Linked DNA regions of Anser cygnoides: region 2 is linked to region 1. Evidence: chromatin contacts called from public Hi-C data. All regions are on one chromosome and are shown on one strand. The core of a region is the stretch at or near the end of the contact, and the rest is flanking DNA. Distances in the headings are between cores, read along the strand shown.

Evidence for each region. Hi-C and Micro-C count contacts between places; a contact is called where the count stands out from the background.
Region 2: a contact with region 1 is called in a Hi-C map of liver, with 5 times the contacts expected there. The contact joins the promoter of TUT4 here to the enhancer-like site in region 1. A contact is called at or near these places in 2 of 7 Hi-C or Micro-C datasets (both in liver).

Annotation. Positions count from the first base shown.
Region 1 is chr8:27,429,079-27,436,686 of Taihu_goose_T2T_genome, reverse strand. It overlaps TUT4 (terminal uridylyl transferase 4), which reads left to right. Exons shown (of 30, transcript XM_048061909.2): 21 at 282-359; 22 at 718-895; 23 at 1,179-1,226; 24 at 1,321-1,403; 25 at 1,860-1,975; 26 at 2,320-2,480; 27 at 3,424-3,521; 28 at 5,982-6,507. Among named protein-coding and RNA genes, the nearest start is that of PRPF38A, 14 kb to the right of the region's middle. Within about 2 kb of position 4,201, at least 2 of the 3 cell types and tissues checked have open chromatin away from gene starts, as enhancers often do. A contact at or near this core is called in liver, where this site is marked.
Region 2 is chr8:27,467,333-27,474,940 of Taihu_goose_T2T_genome, reverse strand. It overlaps TUT4 (terminal uridylyl transferase 4), which reads left to right and starts at 3,764. Exons shown (of 30, transcript XM_048061909.2): 1 at 3,764-3,900. GPX7 (glutathione peroxidase 7) reads right to left here and starts at 257. Exons shown (of 3, transcript XM_013176298.3): 1 at 51-257. The coding sequence starts at 257. It overlaps LOC106033012 (a long non-coding RNA gene), which reads left to right. Exons shown (of 7, transcript XR_010833272.1): 7 at 1-90.

The sequences.
Region 1 (7,608 bases), core at 2,952-5,451:
TTTGTGGGCAAGAGGGATGTCGGAATCTTGGTTAGGTAATTTAGTCATGTTTTCTTAGTTGTAAGGAACAATTAAAAATAAAATATCCAAGGACTTTGAGAGAGAGATAGCAATAATACAAAAAGACTCCCAAGTGCTTTACCAATTGGAAATACTGCCCATATAACAAGTAATAGCTAAAATTAAAAGATTTGTATTTTTGTGCAGTTTCTTGATAACTGCAGGTCTTCTACGGTGACTTTGAATTAGAGTGGTAACTGTGTCCCTTTCTATTTTGGCAGATATTTGATGGAAAACAGATTCCACAGAGAATGGTGGATGGATGGAATGCCTTTTTCTTTGATGACATGGAAGAATTGGTAATATTCTAATTCCAGAAGAGTAACTAAACTTAAGGATTGTTTTTATGAGAAAGTGATATATTTTTAACAGTGCAATTCACAAAAGAGTAGTTAAAATTCTGTATTATTACAACTTCCCACATTAATTCTATTTTGCTGAAAGGAGGGTCTGCCTTTTATGTACATATAAAAATATATGTCATGATAAATAATAACATCAGCCCGATCCAGGACTGCTTTTAACTATAGTGACTTGTTAGTTGCACCTTACTGTGACCAAGGGCAAATGTAGACAAACTTATAATTAGAGAGGTGGTTTGCGAGAAGGAAAAATGCTTTTTTAATACCTGTATAAATTGTCTTCGATTGCATGTAGAAGAAGCGTCTGCCTTCTCTTGGGAAGAACACTGAATCACTTGGAGAACTCTGGCTAGGGTTGCTGCGGTTCTACACTGAAGAATTTGACTTCAAGGAGTATGTGATCAGCATCCGGCAGAAGAAGCTGTTAACTACGTTTGAGAAACAGTGGACATCCAAATGTATTGCTATCGAAGGTAATTGCTGAATTTTGGCTCTATTAATGAAGGAGTGATGTATGCTGTTGTTTTGGGATCTGTTCTCATTGTTGCACAGGATCTTTATGTAAGCAAACTACCATCAATGTTTAAAAATAAAAAATAAAAAATTGCAAGTCCTACAGCTTACAAAGTGAGATTAGACTCTAAACTTTTAATAATACATCTTTAAAGTGCTGTTGATAAAAATTAGGTTAATGAAAGTTATGTTACATTACACTTTTTCCAACTCAGATTTGTTTTTCCCCCCTTCTTTACACAGATCCTTTTGACTTGAATCATAATCTTGGTGCTGGAGTCTCTAGGAAAAGTAAGCTATTAATTTCTTCTAATCATTAACAACTACTGTTTTCTAAAGTGTTGTGCCTTTTCTGTTTCCTAATAATTTTATCTTTCTTCAATAGTGACCAATTTCATAATGAAGGCATTTATCAATGGGAGGAAATTATTTGGTACCCCGTTCTACCCAACTGTTGGAAGAGAAGCTGTAAGTTTTCATAGTTTTTAGTAGTTTTTTTACCTTCCTCTGACCACTAAAATGATGAGTCCAGAGCAAATCTCTTGTATGTATTTATCAATTTTATCAACATAATCTATGTAATTATGCATTGCCTCCATAAAATGTACAGCTTAGTATTGGACTTCTGTGGTATAAAATTCACAGGAGTAGTTGGGTGGCTGATGGGTATTCATGGCAGTTTAGCGAGAAGTAAGCTTATTTTGGTGTTTTGTTTTCTTTTCATTGTATGGCATTAAGTATTGCAGAGAACAGCAAAATCAGCTTTAAAACCCAGAAAGAGATTTTTTAGCTATTTATGTAGCTAAAAAAACAGACTCATAAGATGTGAACAAAGGAAGAGGCAAGCTTGCTATTATTCTTTCATTTCTCAGTCTTTTTAAGTGATTGGTTTATACATTGTATCTGTCTGATGCATTTTGATAGGAATACTTTTTTGACTCGAAAGTGCTGACAGATGGGGAATTGGCACCCAATGACAGATGTTGTCGTGTCTGTGGAAAAATTGGTCACTACATGAAAGACTGTCCAAAGAGGAGGAGGTAAGTAATACATAAAGCTAACATTTTAAAAGTAAAAATCTGAGATTGTGATCTGTTCTTCAGAAACTGCTGCCACAGCGCAGCCACACAGACTCTCTCTCAAATTGTATGTACAGCTCACAAAATGGTACTAATATTCAATAGTCCTGGAGCCATCACGTTGAAGAAGACCTTTGCCTCTTGTCTTGGTTCCTGATCACTAATACTTTTCTGGTATTTCTGAAGTACTTATATGTTGGTACAGCTGTTGGTTGTGTAACAGTTTCCTTTGCACAATCTAACAACTCAACGGACATTTTTCTTTGTGGTTTTTGTAATAGTGCTAATAAAAAATTATCATTCAGGTTGAAGAAAAAAGAGAATGAGAAAGATGATGAAAAAGAAGTGAAAGAAGAAGATAGAGAAACGAGAGAGAAGAGGTGTTTCATCTGTGGAGATGTGGGTCATGTTAGAAGAGATTGTCCTGAATTCAAACAAACCCGACAGAGAAATAGTAGTGTGCCAGGTAAGGAAAGTTTGTGTTCTTAGTATCATCTGCAAGTTCTGACATCCCTTCTTTCTAGGTTTCTATTCAGACCTGTTAATTAACTTTTGAACTGCAACTAATGCTTTCAGTCATTGCAAATACAGCTTTTAGATTAAGTGTTGCTTTTCTTCAAGAGAAGTAATACCTATTGAAGTATAGTCTTCGTATGGGTGGTAAAAACATACTCAGCAGTAAGTATAGCCTTCAGAGTCTTGCATTATTTGACTTCCACTCTCGCTGGGTGCACTTAGAAGTAGTAATCATAGTAATAATTGAATACATTTCCTTTTCTAAGTGTTTCTTAAATGTTAGCTAACCCTCTATCATCTGTGAGAGGTAAGTAAATATATTTTCACAAAAAATCAGTGGTCTTAAGTATCACTTCTAAAAGCATGCAGATCCATTAAGAAACTAGATCCACTTTTGAAATTACTTTTAGTATTTAGAGACAAATCTAACTGCAAACCCATTCCAGTTACGTCCTTCAGGGTCCATGGTACTTGAAAAAGTAGGGAAAGACATGATAAATGAAATGTGGAGAGAACCTTGCTGCTTTTCTGTATTCTGATATCCCCTTTTTTCCTCTTTCACCAAAAGTTTCTGCTGTTGCTAATGCCGTTTGAAATCCCGCTACTCACAGCAATAGCGTGGAAACCTGTGTAAAGGAGCACTCCCACCTGTTAGCAAAGTGAACCTTGTTCATGCTAGGATTTGTATTACACAGAATTAGATTTTGGCTTTAGCTGGTGTCAGCTGGTACCAGTAGATGGAAAGTTTTCCTCTTAAAGGCAGGAGACATTAAAGTGATTTACCTACACTGTGTCACATGAGACTTACAATGTCACTGACTCCCAGTTCAGCGTTCATACTGTAATCCATAACCTTGTGTTTTTTATTCAAATTTTTTTTGTTCCTTGATTAGGCACCCAGTTGGTCCGAAGCATGGTAAATTCACAGCTAGTGGCTGTAAGCCAGCAGCAAGTGGAACGACCCTTGCGTACTAGACAGTCATCGGAATGTGTAAGTTCCAATTAGCTACGGTATTAAAGTAAGTAGCTTTAGCAAACCAGCAACCCTGGGCTGCACTAGGAATAGATTTGCCCAGATTTTTTGAATGGACTCTGGACTTTACAATGACAACATTGCACTCTACATTGCCAGTTAATGAAACTTTGATTTGTAACGCAGTGTTTCTTTGAGGACCGTTCATGGTCTTTCAGTATGAAAACCGCATAGTCACATTTCATAGGAGAACTCAATTCTGAAAGGTCAACTTCACTGTTTGTCAAATTTAAGTTAGGGTGGCTTTTGAAGTCTTGTGCTTAGTTATTCTGGAATTACTAAGGGAAGTAAAGCACAGCTTATTGTTAACACGCTAGAGATCTAGGTTTGTGACTATCATGATTCTCTGTGGTTTAAAAAGAGAACTGTCTGAGGGGACTGCCGTGAACAGACCGGGAACATGGGTTAATCATTCCTCAGTTCAGATGTTATACAGGGAAAGAGTCTGCCAGCACAAACTAGAAGCACAAACAGGACAATGGGGGAATGTTTGGTAGTTTTCTCAGAATTTGTTCAAGTGTATATAGAACCAGATAAGATGTGTTTAACTTGCTCCAAAGTGTGATAGATAGCAGAGGGTATTTGAGTAAATACAGCTGTTAACATTTAATGTTATTGAAGTATAGAATACAGTGAAAACTTACTAATTTTAAGCTAGTAGCATGAGAAACTTGTGCCTGCTCATGAAGCTGGCAAGTAAGCAAATGTAGTAATTGGGGCTGCTGATTCCTAATGCTCTTTGTTCAGTTTACTACTTTAGGTGTAAAGTATTTCATAAGTGATGAGACATTTATTGGAGTGTTTGCTCCAGTAACAGACCTTATAACATCATTTTTACTATAATAATATACTGTTAAGGAGGGACTGATACAGTCCTAACCTAATTGAAGGAGTATCCCTGGAGCCTTCTATTTCTGCTTGGGAAATTGAAGCTGGACGTGTGGGTACGCACGTAGGCACATCAGATGCAGTAGGTCCAGTGTATGTGCACAGTGTTGTGTCATCTGGATGTCTTGTGTCTTGGACACTGTGCATGTGTTACATGGCTGTCATTTGGCTGGGATTTCTTGGAGAATGTGTGCTGAGGGTTGTTTGAGGATAGGAAGGGGGAATGTTAGTGGAGCAAGAGGGAATGAAAATAGAAAATAGGGCTGCAGAAGCAGACGTAGAGGCTGGAGCCTAACATTCCTCCTCTCCTGCTGCTGGCATGTCCTATGCATGCTTGTGATAATTTAATGGTTGCAAGAAGGCTCTTCCTTGTTTGATAGAAAGGTATAGGAGGTACTGCAACAGAAACAGGTGGAATAGCAGCAGGGAGCAGTCCCAGCTTCTGGGCTTCAACTTTGCTTAGGCAAAGACACAGCATGCTGCTCAGTGTAACGCTGTGAACGGCTGGCGTGGGGAAGTCCTGTCTTACCTACTGGTTATTGAAGAAAAGTAACTGCCAATGTAAACAGGAGACCAGTCATAGGTAGTGACAAGCTGCTGAGACCTTTAACTTCAGATGTTTGACAGCAGCTGACTTGGAGCTTAGCTGTCTGTGTAGTCTGTGGAGGGAGGCAAGCACCTCTAGGGGAAGATGGAAATCTGAGAATCAGATAATCGTCTGTGACCTAGGCAGACATCTCACATTTGAATCTGTCTTTGGAGGTACCTTTCTCATGCCATCACTGTCTCATTTGAATGTTTAAAAACAAATTACATTAATACTGGTAATAAATTTCGGCAGATAAGCTGGGGTACTTTTTTCCCTGCCAACTGAGTTCTTGAAGTGCTTCTCTGTTTAGTTGTAACACCAAACAGATGAGGTAGGCTTATGCCTGTTTCTGTTGCTGGCGAAAGGGAAAACTTTGTAAGAGCTCTGTAAATGCTGTGATACCGGCTGTTTCTGTTCCTTCAGCCATGACATGACATCAGGATATAGAGATTGAAACTGAGCGTTAGGAGCTTCAATTTCTTGTTTAACAGGTTATATAACAACTAAAGAAATACTTGAAACTTATTTTGGAATCACTTACAAAACTATCTGTAGTAATAAGAACAACTCTGTTTATAAGTAAGTTACCTCTTTAATGAGATTCTGGGCTGTAAATAAACAGGGTAGGGAAGACACTGATGAAAAATCAGAAACAGATGTGTGAGGAGTCTAATGAAGAGCTTGTGGCTAATGTTTGCTTAAAATGATGATTTTGGTGGTGGGATGGGCCGTGTTGGCAGGCCAAATCAACTGCTGGGAAAAAATGTCAGCTGAACTGCTTTTATTTTAACCAGCTGGATGTTGGACTTAGTAGTTGGGGTGTTGCTGGGGAGTGCTCTGCCTTTTTTATAAATAGTCTAATAAGTTGTTTGCTTATTAAAGAAAAACACCATTAAATAGCTAGTGAACTAATCAGAAATACATATTTTTTTCCCCTCCAGTCTGATTCGCATCAATCATCTTATTCTCCACAACCTCAACAATTTACACAGAATTCCTCTCAGCCAGCCTCCATTAACCAGACTCAGCCACAACCAATATCCCAGTCTAAGCACGTTCCACAACCACAGCAGGGTGCACAGCCACCCCATCAGGTCCAGCTGCCTTTGTTTAACTTTCCCCAATCTCCCCCAGGTCAGTATTCCACCTTGCATAACCTGGGACTACTTCAGATGCACCATCACCACCAAATTCAGCTTCCTAACACTTCGTGGCCTATTCACGGGCCTGTTATTCACTCTGCACCGGGTAACCCTCCTCATTCTACAAATGTTCCATTTTCTATGAGATCTGGCAGCAGCACCACCACAAATAACCAGAGCAGTGTAAGCTTGAATGATCCCAGTATCATCTTTGCACAGCCTGCTGCCAGGCCCATGGGAATCCCCAGCACTTCTCATGAGGGACACTGGCACAATCCTGTGACTCCAAACTCACTGGTGAACAATGGCACTGTGGGGAATTCAGGTAATTCTTCTCTGTTGTATCAAACCTCTCACACTTTGTGTACAAATGTTAAGTGTTACAGAAACAGCTAACTCTTCCAATTTGTTTTACATTTTAAAAAAAAAAGCTTAAGAAACTGAGTCAGTACCTTCATTGTCTTAAATTTCCTATAATTTTTATAGGAAAAAAAATTATGCAAGTTGAATCTTTGTAAAATTTTAGGCATGGTCCTATCTGCCATTAATGGCTGTGCAACACATGAGAAAACATGCATTCAACTAAGCGATGTTGGAATAATTGTTTTGAGTCTAAAGTACGTTTCTGTGAGCATGCTTACAAATGCAGTTTCCATTTATGTTGTTACATAGATTATTAGGTGAACGCTGAGATTGCAGCTGTAATGTTAACACTGGCAGAACTATGGTTGTGCAAGCTGAGTATTGTCCCCCTGTATTTAGTGCAGTATACGTGGTCTTATGCAGTCGTTTCTCTTATAGTTTATCCTGCCTCACTTCCTTAATCTAGATATTGTTTCCTGAGAATATGTCGTAAATGTTTCCCCTGCAGCAGGTGGGCAACAGCCTTTTGCCTCATAAGAATAAAGCCAAACACACATGTATGTTTGAGGATCAGAAAAACAGTATATAGTAATTAAAGCCCACAGTTTTCTAAGCAACTTAAAATGTGGCAGCCCTTGAATTTGAACTGTTATCTTTTAAAGCATAATAATGGTCTTTTGATTTATTTTAACTCCTCCTATGTTTAAATATACATAAATATATGTATATATCCATCATATAACATGCTGATGCAGTTCATCAGAAGAGAGAAATTGGGGAAATCTCCTGCACAGCCTTTCTCTGCACTAACAGAGTAATTGGCAGCAACAGTAGATTTTCAGCTGTGAGTCAACAGCACTGAATGAGATACACTATACCACTGAGTTTTTCACACATTTGTTGAAGTGCAGGAGATGCATGTTTTTGTGTTTGAAGCTTTGTGGAGAGTGTATTTAGAGGGTACAGGAACTGCTGCCAGTGCGCTGAGCTTTCAGTGTGCTTTGTCCCTAACCATCCACCGCTTCTGATCTTAATCCCCTGTCCAGGCATCTCTCTCCTCCGT
Region 2 (7,608 bases), core at 2,515-5,014, 39 kb before region 1:
AAGGACTGGCTGCTAGCGCCCGAGAGCTGCCCACCGCCTTGCGGACTTACCGAGCCCCTGTACTTCTCCAGAGAGACTAGTTTGCCCCTGATGTTTACAACTTTGAAAGTGTAAAAATCAGTCTCTTTTTGCTGCGTAGCGGAAAATGCTAAGAGCAGGAGTGCTGCAATTGCAAGGAGCATGGCTACAGGGATGAGAAAAACTTTGGGGAAGGAAGAGGAAGGCTTGTGCTCCACACTGCCCTCAGGATCTAGCATGCTGCACCGCGCTGCAGAGACACTTGCCACAATAGCAAAACCCTGCCGGAAAGAAGGGACTGCTGCAAACGGAGCTTTTGCAACAGTCTGGCTCTTGCAGAGGTGTAGCAGAAGCTGCGTTACATGCAAGACCTGAGGGGCATGTATTCATGGAGGATTTAAATAGGCTAAACCAGAATGTTTCATTGTGGTAGTGGTGTGTTAAGGGAGGCCATTTATGGGTACAACACCTACTTCCTTCTGCTTGAGAGTAGTAATGCTGTGTCAGTGGGATGCCAGACATAGAGATTGGTTTTAACTATGTCCTAGGGAAATAAGGGATAGTTTTGTGATTTTTTTGATGGACTTGCAAGTGCATTTCTTTAGTATCCTGACTATAGCATCTAGTAACTATGATGTAACATCAAAGGATACCAGTGGCTTGGTTGCTAATGGTTACAGCTGCGAGTGCTCAGAGCAAGAGTCCCAGCATACAGTCAGCAAAAACTGAGAATTACAGACATGCCACGCACAATATCATGTGCAATGGAGCACTCTTTGTCAAGCCTTCACGAACTTCTCCTCTGCGAGCACTTGGTTTGTGACAAGTGACAGGGTGATCTAGGAGAAAGCACATTACCAAGGAGGTGTCAAGTGAGAAAGAAGCATTAAGCATTGGAAACTAAATTTGTTACCAAAGCTTTCAGTTCTCAGAGCCATGCCACTGCCTCAGGATCAGTGCACTAACACCCTTCTTGGGTTGTCTGCATGAAAAAACAGCCATTTCTATCATTTGCTACTATGCCTGCAGGAAGAAAAGGATTTGTATATACAAGGTAACAACAATAGAAAGCATTTGATGATCATTGATTTTTTTCTTGGACTAAGAAACTGGCCCTCCATGCCTATGACTGATACCTCTTGGCAAAGAAAAGCAAAATGCAGAGATTTACAGAAAACAATTAAGTAGCACATCCAAGGCATATTGGAAATCCATCTTTTGAAGAGCAAATTACATTTCTTAATCTTACTGTGTGATTTTATTTTATTATTTATTTTAACTGAAAGTTTTGGTAGATCTTTGACAGCTTGATTAAATTTGCTTAGGGTGATTCATGCATAAGTGGCATTACTGAAAGTGCAGAAGCTACGTATAACTAGTTGAAAGATTTAACGACAGGTTTTAAACATTTCAGACTTAGCATGTTTTTATGTATTTCAGCTTAGGTAGACATTCAACGTCAAGAAATCATGCAATATTCTATGTGGATGAAAAATCTTCTACCATGCTGTCTATGGGGAAGATACCCAGTGCTAAGAGGCTGAAGTTCTCATCTCCACAGATAAGTGCCATCTTCCTGTATACTTTTCTGCCTGTAATATTGACCAAGAACCAAGTATGATTTCCTCACTTTACAAATAAATCATCTAAGAAGCTTTAGAGAGTTTCTTAACACACATCTGGAGATAGAGAATAGGGCTTTAATATACTATATACTTTTAAATAAATACAATCGAATTCTAAAAATAATCAAATTATTCCAACAATGAAAATAATGTAACTTGCTCATCTTTTTTTTTGGTCAGAAAATTAAAAATAAATCTACAATACACTTCTGCATTATTTTTAGGTATAATGATATAGTAGTTTTGGTATGGGGCTACAAATAAGGCATCACACTGCAACATGAGACAAGCGAGGTTTTGCTCTGGATAGGGACTCTATAAAATCTGCTTCCTACAGCTTCACATTTATTGTCTCTGATTCCCAGACAAAACTCACTTGCTTTTAGAATTACGTTTTCCTCCTACAAACTCAGCCCAGAATCTGAATGCTTTTGATCACTGTCACTGAATTAGGAGTTCTTTAAATAATGGCCAGCTGGCAGTGGAATTCAGCTTCCTCTTTTACTGCCATGTTTCTATACTACTCCCTGCAATAAAACATTCAACATCAGCAAAGAAAGCAGAATTGTTTCTGAAAATACACAGCAACTATGTCAAAGACCATTGGTTTTGTAGTGGTTCGAGTTTTCAGAGCCAAACTGCACTAGCATTTTCAATTAAAGTCTATCCAACAGTTTGAACTAAATTGTTGAAAGAATCTGATATATTCTAATAAATTTCAGCTCGCAGGAAAAATGCCAATCAGGCTAACAAACTGGTGTCTGTTTGCTCAGTAGCATGTCTAAATATCGATCTAGGATGACAATATCCAGTAGCAAGTATAATTTAGTTACTTTTGCAATTTACTCTTTGGCCTACTAAACCTAATAAAAATATTTGTCAAATAGGACTGGATTGAAACCACCACCCAGCTAACCTCAGCTGCTCACCGAACAGCACTGAAGCACTTCAATTTTTGTCACTGCTGATTTTGACGGGATTAGGCCCATCTTTCTAAAGGCGAAAGCTCTGCGCAACTTCCCATTAGCAATACCCTGAGGTATCCATTCCTCGTTTTGTAAAACTTGAACTTCAAGTGAACCATGAGAAAGCAGATTAGCTCTAAGGATTGCACTGAACTGACAATACATTTCAAAGCTTTATTCCACCAGCATTTGTAGCATCCAGCATTACAGATTTTGCAACTTTTACCTACACAGGCTCCCTGAGGTAGCCTTTCCAGCACTATTATTCATGTTATTTTGAGTAACTTCCTTTCAATCTCTTCAGTAGTTCAACAGTAATCTTTTATGCCCCTTGTTTTTCTGGACAGGCCTCCTTACCCAGGGCTAAGAAGTGCCAACAACATGACATTTCCCTGCCAAGAAGGGGTAGTGCTGTACTGCATCACTGAGAGATTTGCCTTACATAAACACTTGCCAATTTCTTTAGGTCACCCCCCAGCACTGCCAAGAGCTGGGCAGGCCAGCTCTTCTCCCCCGAGACCTGCGGGAGTGCCAGCAGACACGCTGGCCAAGCCGCTGTCCCTAGCTGCAGCTGGGGCCAGCTTTGCAGCCAAGGTCAGGGAGCCAGGGAGCATTTCCCTCAGTGTGTCCCGTGTTGGGGAAAGGCCCCGGGAGGTTCGGGGTGTCCTGCAGCCTGTTTACCACAGGCTGCTTTGTGTGGAGCACACCAGCGCTCCTCCACCGACCGGCAGCGTGCAGAGCAGGCTAAGGGGCAAAAAAACCTCAGAGGCGCAGGCTGTGGTGGGGGACCCTCAAGGAGCCACCACAGCGGATGAACAAGCCCAAAGGCGGCTCTACAGGGCCTGGGGCCTTGCCTGCGTGAGGGGGGCCGGGCATTCCCTCACGGCTTGTGGAAAAAAAAACGGAAAAAAATTGAGGGGAAAAAATCGAGCAGCTGATTCCCTCAGCCCCCTGCTGCAGCACCGCGGCAGGCCGGCCGGGAAGGCGGGGGAAGGCGGCAAGCGGGGCTCTCCCCTAAACCGAGGGAGCCCCGGGAAGGGCCGAGGGGCCGGGGGAGGCCGAACCCAGCCGTGCCAAGCCCAAGCGAACCGAGCCGGGCCAAAAGGAACCGAGCCTGGCCGAGGCGAGCCGCCCGCCCCCGGGGCTCTCCCTCCCGCCCTGCCCCACAATGCAGCGCGCGGCGCGGCTGACATGGCGGCCGGGCCGGACTGAGCCGCTGCCGTCGGGGCCTCCAGCAGCCGGAGCCGGGCATGGCGGGGGCGCAGCCCCGGCACCCTTAGGGCCGCAGCCAGGTACCGGGCCCCGGGGGGCCGGGAGGGGGCTCCCCCGACAGGGTGAGGGCGGCTGGGCGCTCTCTGCCCTCTCCCCTTTCCCCTCTCCCCCCGTGCGCGGCGGGGCGAGGCGGGCTCGGGGGGCACGGTGCCCGCGGAGCCCCCGGAGCCCCCGGAGCCCCCGGCCTCAGCCCGCCCGGCCCCGGCCCCGCCGCTCGCCGAAGCCTCGCAGCCCTGCGGCCGGCCGCTGAAAGGCTGCGAGGGGGGGTCCCGGGCCATCCTCGCCCGCTGGGCCCCCGTCCAGCCCGGCCGTGGCCCCTCCTGCTCGCCCAGGGGAGAGGTTCGGGGTTCTGGGCGTCGCGGGGTGCCCGCAGCGCCGCCGGGGGCTGCCTCCCCCCGGGGTGGCTGTGGCTCTTTTGTCGGCTCGTCTCGTGTGCGGGGAGAGCTGAACGAGGCTCCAGCTCCTGCAGGACGCTGCGATGTGCCAGTTGGCTCAATGTGTCACAGCCCCCGAGGCCTTCTTGCTGTTAAGGTTGTTTGTGGGAATAGCAAAGGGGATGAGCTGTGAGGGCGCAGAGGAACAATGTAATCAGGTTCAGGCTGAGGTATTAGGGAGGGACTGGTATGTGAAACAATAGTTTTATCTGCGTGCGGATCCATTAATTCTTTTTGGTTTTCACGCCACCCCCACGTCACTTTGCTTCATGAATGCCTTGCCCTGCCTTTGAGGGTCACTGCATCTGCTTGAAAATAGAGGATACATGTTGGTTTTGTTTTACTTATGTTCCCAGCTCGGGGAGGTGCTTTTGGACAGTCTGACCCCAGATAGTTATGACATAATTATTTCCGAGACGAGAAAAGTAACCCAGACATGGAAATATGACTTAATTACAGTATCTGACAGAAGAAGCTATATTAGGAGTGAGAGGTCTCCTTTTCAACCATTAGTTATGTAGTGAGCTTTTGTCTACCTGACTTTAGTGATAATCGCTGCATAAAATTATTTTTAGGATGAAATTACAGTTTCCCAGAACATATGTGTTGGGATATGATCCTGGAGGATACATAGAGAGGGATCAGAAAGTTCTTTCTGTGTTCTGTCCTTGCACAGAAAACAGCTGGGACTTTGTCTCCTACCCACCTAGCGCAGGAACAGAAATTGCAAGGTGCCACGGGGCACCTACACGGTACAGGGCATTTGCCTGCTTCTTCCTCTGAAGGGAATTACTGCTGCAGGGACAAAGGGGAGAAGGATTTCCCTGTGTCCTACTTGAAAGCAAGATATCCCTAGGGAGCTCCTCTTAAATTTCTTGTGGATCTGCTTGTCACGGTTTTGGTTTGTATATTCATATCGATAAGGCAGTTCAAAATCTTGCCCAGCTGAGAGTATATCCTGCTTTCTAGTTGTGCTTGCTTTTACATTTTATGAAGTGTTTTTACTAAATCAACTTTAATTGTTGTCCTCATCTTGATGAGGTAACGTAATACTGGTACAGAGTATTTATTTTTTTCATGGAAGGACAGATTCTGCGTTTTGCTTATTGGATTAATTTGCAGCATGGAAGCCATCCAGGGGAAGTCAACGTTTCTGATGCTTTTGGCGCATTATCAAACAGCGTACAATAATAATCACAAGTTGTTTAATTGTACATAAGTGATAGATCAGTAACTCTTTTAGCACAGAAGTACTGAAAACACATTGTCTAAGTTTAGTAAGAATGCATATGAATCTCATGTTTTACTTTTGAACAGCGCTGCATACACAGATGTGTATGTACCCATACTATACCCTTGGTTCTGATGTTTTAGTAAATCTTTGGAAAAAAACAGTGCATCACATGTTACTAGATTACTTAATTAATTTTTATTTCTGTTGCTGTCTAAAAGAAACATTGCCAGCAAGAAGTAACTTTCAGACTTCAGTTTTTGGTGTCAGCAAAACTTGACTTGGGAGTCTGGAATCAGTTTAGTGTTACAAACGGTTGTGAATCAACGCATGTGCCAACTATATGAGTGTATTTTTGACAACTTTTCTAAAGTAACAGTTTCCAGTGTATTTCTTTCAGAAGTGAAAGTGCTGGATCCTAGTAAAGCAGACCTAAGGATGCTGGTGGTAACGGATCCATTTGCTTTGGCTGTGGTTTGTGAACTAGTTTGCAGCTGGTACGAGGTAGTGCAAAGGATGTCCTCCTAAAGGATTAGGGTTTGGGTGGAAGGATCACTGTTAATACAAGATCCAGATAAAGTTCTATGCCAAAAATACACACTGTTGTATTTTTATTGAGCACAAACAGCAAGGAGAAACAGAAGTTTAAGAAGAAGATGGATAGATAGAATTTAAATATGTAGCTGCTATTTAAGCCAGCTTCGTGATCAGTTCAGGCCTCCAGAAGCTACTTTAGCCTCTGAAAGGCCTTACGCCTATGTAGTGCTGTATTGCTTTTTTTCCCTCTTTTTTCCTTTTTTTTTTTTTTTCCTCTCTAGCCTCCTACCCTGTACCCTGTACTGGTACAAATGTTGTTTGTTCTTAAAAGTTAGAGCTAACTTGGATCAGTTTCCTGATCTGGTTACAGCATGTACCTTGCAACACAGAGCAACATTTGAGGCAGGTGGTACCCCTTTTTTGGCTTCAGAGCTTAAGCCGATTGCGAAACGGTGGGGTTTTTCAAAAGTTTAAACAACTAGTACAGTAAAAGTGGGGTCAGACCCCAAACTCTGAGGCATTAGGTATCTTTATATGAAATACACAGGGAAGGGAGGACACAGTAATGTAATTACACAGCTGGTGGAACAGAGGGAGGGTGGCTTTCCTCCGTTTGGAGTGGGATTGGTCAGCACTAGTAGGTTCAGAAATTAGTCCTTGGCATTTGCTGCTTGGTGACACACCTCTTTCTTGCCTTCCCAGTCAGTCAGACCAGCTTGTAGGAAACAGAACGGCTGTCGATGCAAATAGGAGCTAACCCGTATCGAGCACGTTCTGTATGGATTTCCTGTCTCGCATATCTGCTTGTTTAAGGGCTTAATTGTAGGATGGTTATTATACCTAGATACATTAATGCTAAGCTTTGCATAAAGCAAGGCCTTTCCTGTTACTTCAGTTACAAATGATACTTACCTAATTCAGATACAGCCTCGTTACAGTTTTATATCTGAAGTTGTTTATCTAACGAATCCTTCTTAGAAGTTTTTAATCCTCTGCACTCATGTTTAACATCAGAGCTTCCTACTTCATTATGTATCTTTGCTAGGGCCAGAGTGCTGGCTAGCTGTGTCCCTGTTTTTTTGTGTGTTTAATTTTACGTGCGTGGCGCTGGCTTCCTTCTCGATAGATTTTTGAAGTATTATAGTTATTAGCTTAAATCCTATCGCTTCTAGAAACAGGAAGGTCTGAGACACGGTATAGCACTTACATGTTTGTTACTAAGAATACCTATGGGTTTACTGCTGGGGGAGCCTGAGGCGCTTTAGTGGCCAGTAATCTCTGATAGTTTTAGTTTTAAGTAGTTTGGAAAAACACCAGGGACTGATAACAGTTTGTACTAAGTTACGTGTAGCTTATCATAAAGCAAACATAAACATATTTTTTTTAAGCAATTGGCACAGGACAAGGGAGAAGCTTGAATTGAAGCTTGTGTAAGTTCTCAGATGCAGAAAGGGGCCTGAGGCTATAACCAGTCCCGAAAAGAGGCTCTCCCCTTCGCACTGGCAGATAGGGCTGTCTGCAGAAGG